2 separate regions of the Oryctolagus cuniculus genome follow, and region 2 is linked to region 1. Evidence: chromatin contacts called from public Micro-C data. All regions are on one chromosome and are shown on one strand. The core of a region is the stretch at or near the end of the contact, and the rest is flanking DNA. Distances in the headings are between cores, read along the strand shown. Region 1 holds the start of TOB1 (transducer of ERBB2, 1). Region 2 holds the start of SPAG9 (sperm associated antigen 9).

Region 1 (3,836 bases), core at 372-2,871:
GACAAATGAATTTCCGAACACCGATGATTCTGCTTAAAGGGCAGGGCTGGAGTTTTATTCTGATTTTGAAAAGCACCTCCCAGCCTCTCAGGATAAGAGAACAGCCATGAGGCACGTATGATAAGGTCGACCTTTACACGCTTGCTGGGTCAGCACTGGGTGGGGATAAGGAAAGATCAAGGGCAAACACAAGATATTTGCAAAGGAGACCTGTGTGTACAGGGAGATGGATGGGAAAGGTCGTGCAAAGACCGACCTGGCAGCCCCGCTTCCGTTTTTCCCCTGCTCGCGGCGACAAAGGGAAGGGAGCCCCCGGCTGCGCCCGAACGACCCACACTTTCCGAGCCCCACGCCCGAGTGCGGGCAGAGGCGGCCGATGAGGCTCGATGGCTGGAAGGTGCCGCCGAGCGCATTCGGGCTGGGCGGAAGGTAGTTTTCAGGCGGCGCCTGAACACGGGAGTGTGGAGAATTACATAAACAGCCAGTTCTCATTAGATTTCTGCTCACAGCGCCCGGAGCCCAAGCGCTACGGCGGCAGCTACAGCAGGAGGAGGTGGAGGAGGAGGAAGAGTACGAGCTCCCGGGGAGGAGGAGGAGGAGGAGGAAGGGGACAACGACGACGAAGGCCACGGGAAGGGGAAAGGCCAGCTCCCGCGGCCGGGCACCGGGCACCGGGCAGGTCCGGCGCCGCCGGTCAGCCGCTCCCCTCCCCCCGCCGTAACCTGACCCGCCTCTCCCCGCCCCCGCCCCCCGCCCGAGGCTCCTGGGACCCGGCCAGGGCCCGGGGAGCACCGGCTCCCCGGCACCATTTTCGGCCTCAGCGGCCACCGGCCCCTCGCACCCCAGCGTTGCCCGCGAGCTCGCCGCCCCTCCCGGGAGCCCCAACCCCCGATTCCGGCGGCTCGCCCCGGGCCTCCCTTCCCGGTCACCCGCCGGGCCCCCGCCGAGCCCGACGCCTCGGGGCCGGGCGTCCGGAGCCGCTCCCGTCGGGTCCCGGGAGCTGTCCGTCCGCGCCCACGGCCGCGAAGCCGCCGTCCCCGAGCCCCCCACCCCCACCCCACCCCGAGGGCCCGGGGCTCGACGACGCTGCAGCCCCTCCTTCGGCGCCCCGGTCTGGGCTCCCGTCTCCCTGCCGCCCGCCGCCTCGCCGATACTTACGGGCTGCTGCGGGGTTGCGTCCACCACAGGCTGGCGGCCGGGAGGGCAGAAGGGGCGGCAGGGCGGGGGCGCGGGAGCGGCGAGTCGACCGAATGCAAGACGTCGTCGCCGCCGCCGCCGGACGGAGGACGCAGGCCTCGGGCGGGCCTCAGGAGCTCGCGGCTTCTGGCTCGGGGTGGCGGGGACGGGGGTCAGGCGAGCGCGCTCACTTCTCCACACAGCCCGGTGCCCCGGCCCAGCGTCCCCGTAGAGCGCCCACTCCACGCCGGGCCAGAGCTTCGCTCCTTCTGCCGCGGCGCGCGCCCCGCCTCTCGTTTTATATTCTTCTCCCTGCCCCCAATCCCCTCCGTGGGGGTGCGCGCGCCCGCCCGCGTCACACAGCTTCGGGGCGGCGTAACCATTCCCCGCCCTCCCCGTCCAGCACCCCGGACTCTCGCCGGCTCGCTCCACCCCGGCCCTACCCCTCGACGCCATTGGCCAAGTCCCGCCTGCCCATGTCCCGTCGGGCGGCGAACGGCCCGGGTGGGGGAAGGCCACACCTCCTCGGGCACCAGAATGGCCAATGAGCCGACAGTCTGGAGGGGCTGTGGGCGGGACCAAGAGGAAACTTAGACGGGGATTGGAGGAGAGACGTGTCAGAGAGGGTAGAAAGGGGTGGGGCAGGGCTGCTGACGCTCGGACGCAGCCGAGAGCGCCAGGAGGCAGGGGGAGGGGAGCGAAGCAGGTGGCAAAGCGGCAGGGGGAACGGGGCGGACGGCCCGGGACCTCGAGAGCGAGGGGTCGGGTGCAGAAAATGCGCACAGGCCCGAGCGGGACTGTGACCGAGGAAAATCCCTCTGGTGGATGAGCTACCAAGTCGACCTCTGGCCCACGCCGAGGGAGTCTAGACTGGGACTGGGGCTCGTGCGCTCGGTTAATTGAATATTAATCACCTCAGGGCCTAGGCCAACTGCCACCGGCAGAGTGGCAACTGCAGAACCCAAAGCCGCCGGGCTGGGGGTGGGGACGGGAGGCCAGCTCGCCGCACCTTCCGCCCAGGTGACAGTTTAACCGCCTCCGCCGTCCCGCGTCAGGCCTCCCCGGGCGACCCGCAGCGGCTCGGAGCTGGGGGTGGCCCGAGGCCGTAAGAAGGAGCACATGTCACTCCCAGGGCCCCTCGGTGGCTGGGGGGTGGCGCCGCCGTGCCAAGCTGCGTATGTATCTGTGTGCGTGTGCGTTTGTGCATGGCAAGGGCGTTAACACAGGTGCACGGAATAAACACGGCGCGTTCCGGAGGGTTTTCGGTGGACGTAGGTGCGGAAACCTAGGGAGCGGGGCGAGAGAGGGACCCACGGGGGACGGGCAAGCGGCTTGTCAGAACCGGCCGCGGAGAAACACACCGAGCTACACTGGGAGCCGTGGGGCGTCCCTCGCAGCTAAAAATATTACTCACAGGTAGCAACGACGCCTGATTGGCCACGCGCGGCCCCTGAGGAGCAGGCGATTGGCCGCCTGGTATCCAGGAGACGGACGTCAGAGTCGGACCCGCTGGAGCGGAGAGAAGGTCCAGGGGGAGCGAGGGCGGGAGCGGGCCTCGGGGCCGTGAATGGAGCGCCCTGCGCCCTGCGCCCTGCGCCCGGGCGCGCTTCCCGGAACACCGCCGCTGCCGCCGGCCTTCGCCCGCGGAAGAGCGGGGCTCGCGGAAGGCGGTGCGCGGCGTAGACCCGCTGCGCTGCGCGGGCACGAACCCGCTTTCTGTGTCCGGGCCAGAGGCTGGTCGCTGTGCGGGCGCGAAATCTGGGTGCAGCCGCCTTCTGCACACCCCCCACCCCACCCCGGAGAAGGAGCCGCAGGGAGAGACGATGTTTCAGAAGTCTCCGTGCGTGCGGGAAGGGGAAGGAGCCGGGGGCCAGCTGGGGTCTGGGGATGGGGCGTGGCCGGGGCCTCCTTTTGTCGCTCGGATCCCTAAAGTTGTACCCGGGGACTCCACATTTAGGCTTGTTTTATTAGGGTTGGGATGGTTTGGTGGCGAACAGAGGAGAGTAGAACTGAATTGTGAAACTATGGCAAGCATTTTGAGTTTATATTAAAAAAAAAAAAACCTTCCTCTTCATGGAAATGTAATATAAACGATTCGTTCGGCGTTCCTGTGCTCATCTGTTTTGGGTTTTCTGTAATGAACGTTAATTCCGTTTGTGATAAAAATCGGTTAATCTCATAATTGGTGGCGCATAGAAACGGCAAGAAGTTAGGTAGGCTCTCTCAGGAATGGTTCACCAAGAGAAACTCCAGGGGCGGGATTGCCCGTACCATTAGGCAAATAATTCTGCCTTGTCCAACATCCAGATTGTAGGACCATGCGTGGGCCATGTGTTTTGATGTGTACTTTCGAAAATACATCACTATAACTAGGGAAGCGTGTTAGCCTTGGCTGAGATGAATTGTAGTTTTGTCAACCCTGTCCATACTCCAAGAATTCTGTAGCAGACCGGCACAGATTCTCCTTTTGGAATGTCCACAGTCTGTAAGTCCACGTTTAAAATACCAACCCTGCAGAAGGCCCATTCCCAGCCCTGGCTCTGCTCTGGCTCCAGCTTCCTGCTGATGACACCCTGGCGGGCAGGTGTGACTGCTTCAAGTGCTTGGTTTCCTGCCGCCGGAGTGGGAGACCTGGACTGCGCTTTTGGGAAGCAAACTAG
Region 2 (3,836 bases), core at 532-3,031, 250 kb after region 1:
AGCTGCCGGGAAATATTGTTGAAATAAAGTCAAATTAAACTGCAATTTTCTGAGACAACTGCATCGCAAAATCAGAACTAAAAATCATCACTAGTCAAGCTTTAAAATAGACTGAAAAAGACTCGTGTAAGCGGTGCAAAGGCATCCCCTAAAGCGACAAGACAAAACACAGTTAAATGGGGTAACTTTCAGTGTTAGGAAACGAGCCGCTGCACAAATCTCACATCCTAAAAACTTTCCAAGTACTTTTGACAAAGAGCACTTCCTTTCTTCTATAATTAGTCATTTAACTTCCTCAGTCACCAGGCACACGCATTTCGTCAGGTGTGCTGGTTGCTCCAGAAACAAAAGGCAGATAGGGCATTTCTGCTGCCTTAACTAAGCTCCCCAGAGATAACAGGAATACAGCCTGACAGCTAAAGTCTGTCTCTCAAGATGCCAAGGACCGCAGAGAGTGAGGTCAGCGCTCCGGTGCCAGGTAACAGCCGGGCAAGTGCACCTGTAATCCGCAGTATAAAAGGAGACTCAGACAGCAAACGTGCTGCGACAGTCACCTGCACCTCCTCAACCCCGCCCCCCCAGGCGTCTTTATAAACAGAGGGTTTCTGAGGGGAACTGTCCAAGGTTACCACCTGACAGGGAGGAATGCTCGGGTGAGGGTACCGACAGAACACCATTATGTACTCTACCGAGCACCGCGGCGCAGCATCTGCGTCTTGAGAAAGCAGGAACCCGATAAGGCACACGAGACGTGAAAACAAGACCTCTTTCTTAACAGGATTAAAACGTCAAGGAAGAACTGACCGAAAGAGGGAGATCTCCGACTTCCAAAGCAGCGGGCAACCCCTGGAAAGGTACTGGAACCAGCGCAAGTTACAGATCCAGGACAGAAGTGTCCCCCTTCCCAACGGTAAAAGTTTGAGCCGCCCTCCGACCGGCCTACGGTGGTCGGAAACTTCCCCCGACGACCCCAAGCTGGCAGACGGCCTCAGACCGCCGCCCTCGGCCACCCCCAGGGGTCCTCGGGCCAGGCTGCCGCTTCCTCCGGGCCTGGCCTCTCCCATCGCGCTCCCTCCCTCGCCCGGACACACGCTGGCCTGCCTTGGCTTCCAACGCCGGCCGGGGTCCCGGGGTCCCGGGGTCCCCCGAGGCCGCCGGGCTCGCTGACGCGGGGCCTCGGCATCCGGCCCGCCCTCCGGGAGGCCCGGCGCGCCTCCGGCCCTGGCCGGGCCGCGACCCCGGCCCCGCGGCGCGCGCCCTGCCCGCCGGCCGGCGGCCCTCACCTCCTCGGCGTGCTTGCGCAGCGCCTTCTCCCGCTCGTACTGGGTGATGAGCTGCTCGTTGTCGTCCCGCAGCAGCTCCAGCTCCACCTGGTGCTCCTGGTCCTGCGTGAACACCGAGTCCAGGTTCTCCAGCACGGCCACCACCAGCGGCATCAGCTCCTTGACCACCTCCTCGTCGTAGCGCCCGATGAGCCGCTCGAACTCGCGGTAGATGGAGCCGGCCAGGCCGGACACCCGCTCCGACATCACGGCCCCGGAGCCACCGGGCTCCTCCTGGTACACCACACCGTCCTCCAGCTCCATGGTGGCGGGCGGGCGGGCGGGCGGGCAGCCCGGGGCGTCGCCGGCTGAGGAGCGGCACCGGCCCGCACGGGACGGGCCCGGCTGGGGCTGGCGCTGGGGCTGGGGCTGGGCCCGGCCGAGTCGGGGCCGGGGCCGGGGCCGGAGGAGGGGAGGGGAGGGGTGAGCGCACTCACCCCAACCGCCGCAGCACCAACTGCCGGGGCTGCCGGGCCGCGCGCGCAACACGTCACCCGGGGGCGGGGCGGGCGCCGCGTCGGCCCGATGGGCGGGGCCCCGCGGGAGGCCAGGCGCGGCCGAGGGCGGGGCTGCGGTCGTCGCGCGCCGGCGGAGGCTGGCTGTGGCGTCAGCACTGGGCGCCGCGCGACGGGCGCGACGCCAATGGGAAAGGCTGTGGAGCGTAGGGTGGGGAGAAGTGTCAGCCTGAGGCCGGACTTGTGGGGCGATCCCAGAGGATAGGGAGGGGTTCCGGAAGAGTGACTGGCATCCAGGACGAGCGTGGCTAAGGGTATTGCTTTTTACAGCTCACAAAGCTCATTCTTATTTGACGGTCACAACAGGCGCGGTGCGGAGACAGTTGGCCCCCGTTTCACGGACAAAGAAACCAGGCCCCGAAAAGTTGTGGTTCACTCAAGGTCAAGAATCAGGAAAGAGGCCGAGTCGGGACTCAGACCAGTTGTGACGGAGAATTCCGGGCTCAGAGAAAAAGGAACAACAGTGGCGGGGTGGGGGGCAACAACCATAACCAGGAGATGGTCTGAGTGCTTTTTAAGGTGGTCTGCAGTGGGCTACAGCTGTTTTGAGATGGGAGGGAGGAATAAGGATAACCTAAAACAGGAAGTACAAAGGATTCTGGAGAAGGGTAGGACTGTAACGCCACATCCTGCACTTTCCCAAACATGGAATTTCTTGCTGCTCCCGGCCAGCTCTGCGGAGGCAATCGCCAGGCTCCAGCCACCTTCCTCTCCGCTGGTCTGGAAGAGGAGTGGAGGAGGGAAGGGGTGGAGTCACTGGGGTGAATAAGTCCCATGGTGTGTGAGGTCTCCTCCGCCCTGGGACAGCGTCACGTGTGGGGAATGACACAACACCCAAGCCTGCAGCGGGCTGAGTCAAGGATAACTTCTCCGTGTTCTCATCTAGCGTCCAAGTGGGTCGGAATACGTTCTCAAAGCCCCTTCTCTTCGCCTCAGTGACTCACCTAACAGGAGGAGGGAAGTCAGGATTGAGATAAACAAGGATTTAGGAGGGGAAATCTGCCACTTCCCCAGATCATAAATACCCTCAACTTGGTGTTTTCAAGTTCCTCTCACCAAGCATGAATTAGTCCCCCAAAGTCTCCCACTTTTTTTTTAACTTAAGATTGATTTATTTATTTGAAAAGCAGAGTTACACAGAGAGAGGGAGAGACAGAGATCTTCATCCGCTGGTTCACTAACCAAGTGGCCTCCACTGCTGAGGCCAAGCTAGGCTGAAGCAGAAGCCAAGAACTCCATCAGGGTCTCCGACGTGGGTGGCGGGGCCCAAGTATTTGGGCCATCTTCCACTGCTTTCCCAAGCACATTAGCAGGGACTTGATTCCAAAGTGGAGCACCCAGGACTCCAGCCTATACACTCAAATGGGATGCTAGCTTCTCATATAAGTGTGGCTTAACCCGCTGTGCCACAACGCTGGCCCCAAGTCTGCTCTTGACCCACCTGAAGACCAATGAAAACAGTATGAAGGTTGGGCCACAGTCAATTTATAGAGTCAGAAGAAAAAACAAAACAAAATGCTAAGTCTTACCTCAGATGTACTGAATTTGTGTTCTGTGCTGTCTTGTTTTTTCACCCTCACCCCACATCCACCCTTATATTGTTTGGGGATGTCTGGGTTATAGAAGTGCAGACTACTTGGTTGGGTGTGAGCCCTAAATGTTCTTTCTCTTCTTAACATCTGAAAATCAGGAAATGTCTTACTCTGATTTCTTTTTTTGCTTTCTTCTCTCTTCTGGAGGGATGTACCAAGGCAATCTATATTAATGTGATTCTATTTTTCTGGGAGTCAGATGAGCAGCAAAGCTTAGAGAACTCTCTATTTTGCCTTTCCACAACATTACTACACACATCAGAAAATTTAGGAGAAAATGCCAGTTTTCAGGTACAAGATTATAATTATGTCTTTGTATAAGATTTTTTAAGTTATAAGCTCAAAAATACATGAGATATATATATATTTATGTTGATTTTAAACTTCTGGTAACTAACAGAGTTCAC

What was found. Hi-C and Micro-C count contacts between places; a contact is called where the count stands out from the background.
Region 2: a Micro-C map of ear pinna shows a contact between it and region 1, with 3 times the contacts expected there. The contact joins the promoter of SPAG9 here to the promoter of TOB1 in region 1. A contact is called at or near these places in 2 of 6 Hi-C or Micro-C datasets (ear pinna and psoas muscle).

What each region holds. Positions count from the first base shown.
Region 1 is chr17:26,685,993-26,689,828 of mOryCun1.1, forward strand. It overlaps TOB1 (transducer of ERBB2, 1), which reads right to left and starts at 1,622. Exons shown (of 2, transcript XM_002719288.5): 1 at 1,159-1,622. LOC103351544 (a long non-coding RNA gene) reads left to right here and starts at 2,171. Exons shown (of 2, transcript XR_519312.4): 1 at 2,171-2,351; 2 at 2,593-3,288.
Region 2 is chr17:26,933,017-26,936,852 of mOryCun1.1, forward strand. SPAG9 (sperm associated antigen 9) reads right to left here and starts at 1,782. Exons shown (of 31, transcript XM_051824849.2): 1 at 1,284-1,782. The coding sequence starts at 1,586. LOC138846115 (a long non-coding RNA gene) reads left to right here and starts at 520. Exons shown (of 2, transcript XR_011383509.1): 1 at 520-653; 2 at 779-906. It also overlaps a transcript of NME1 not described here.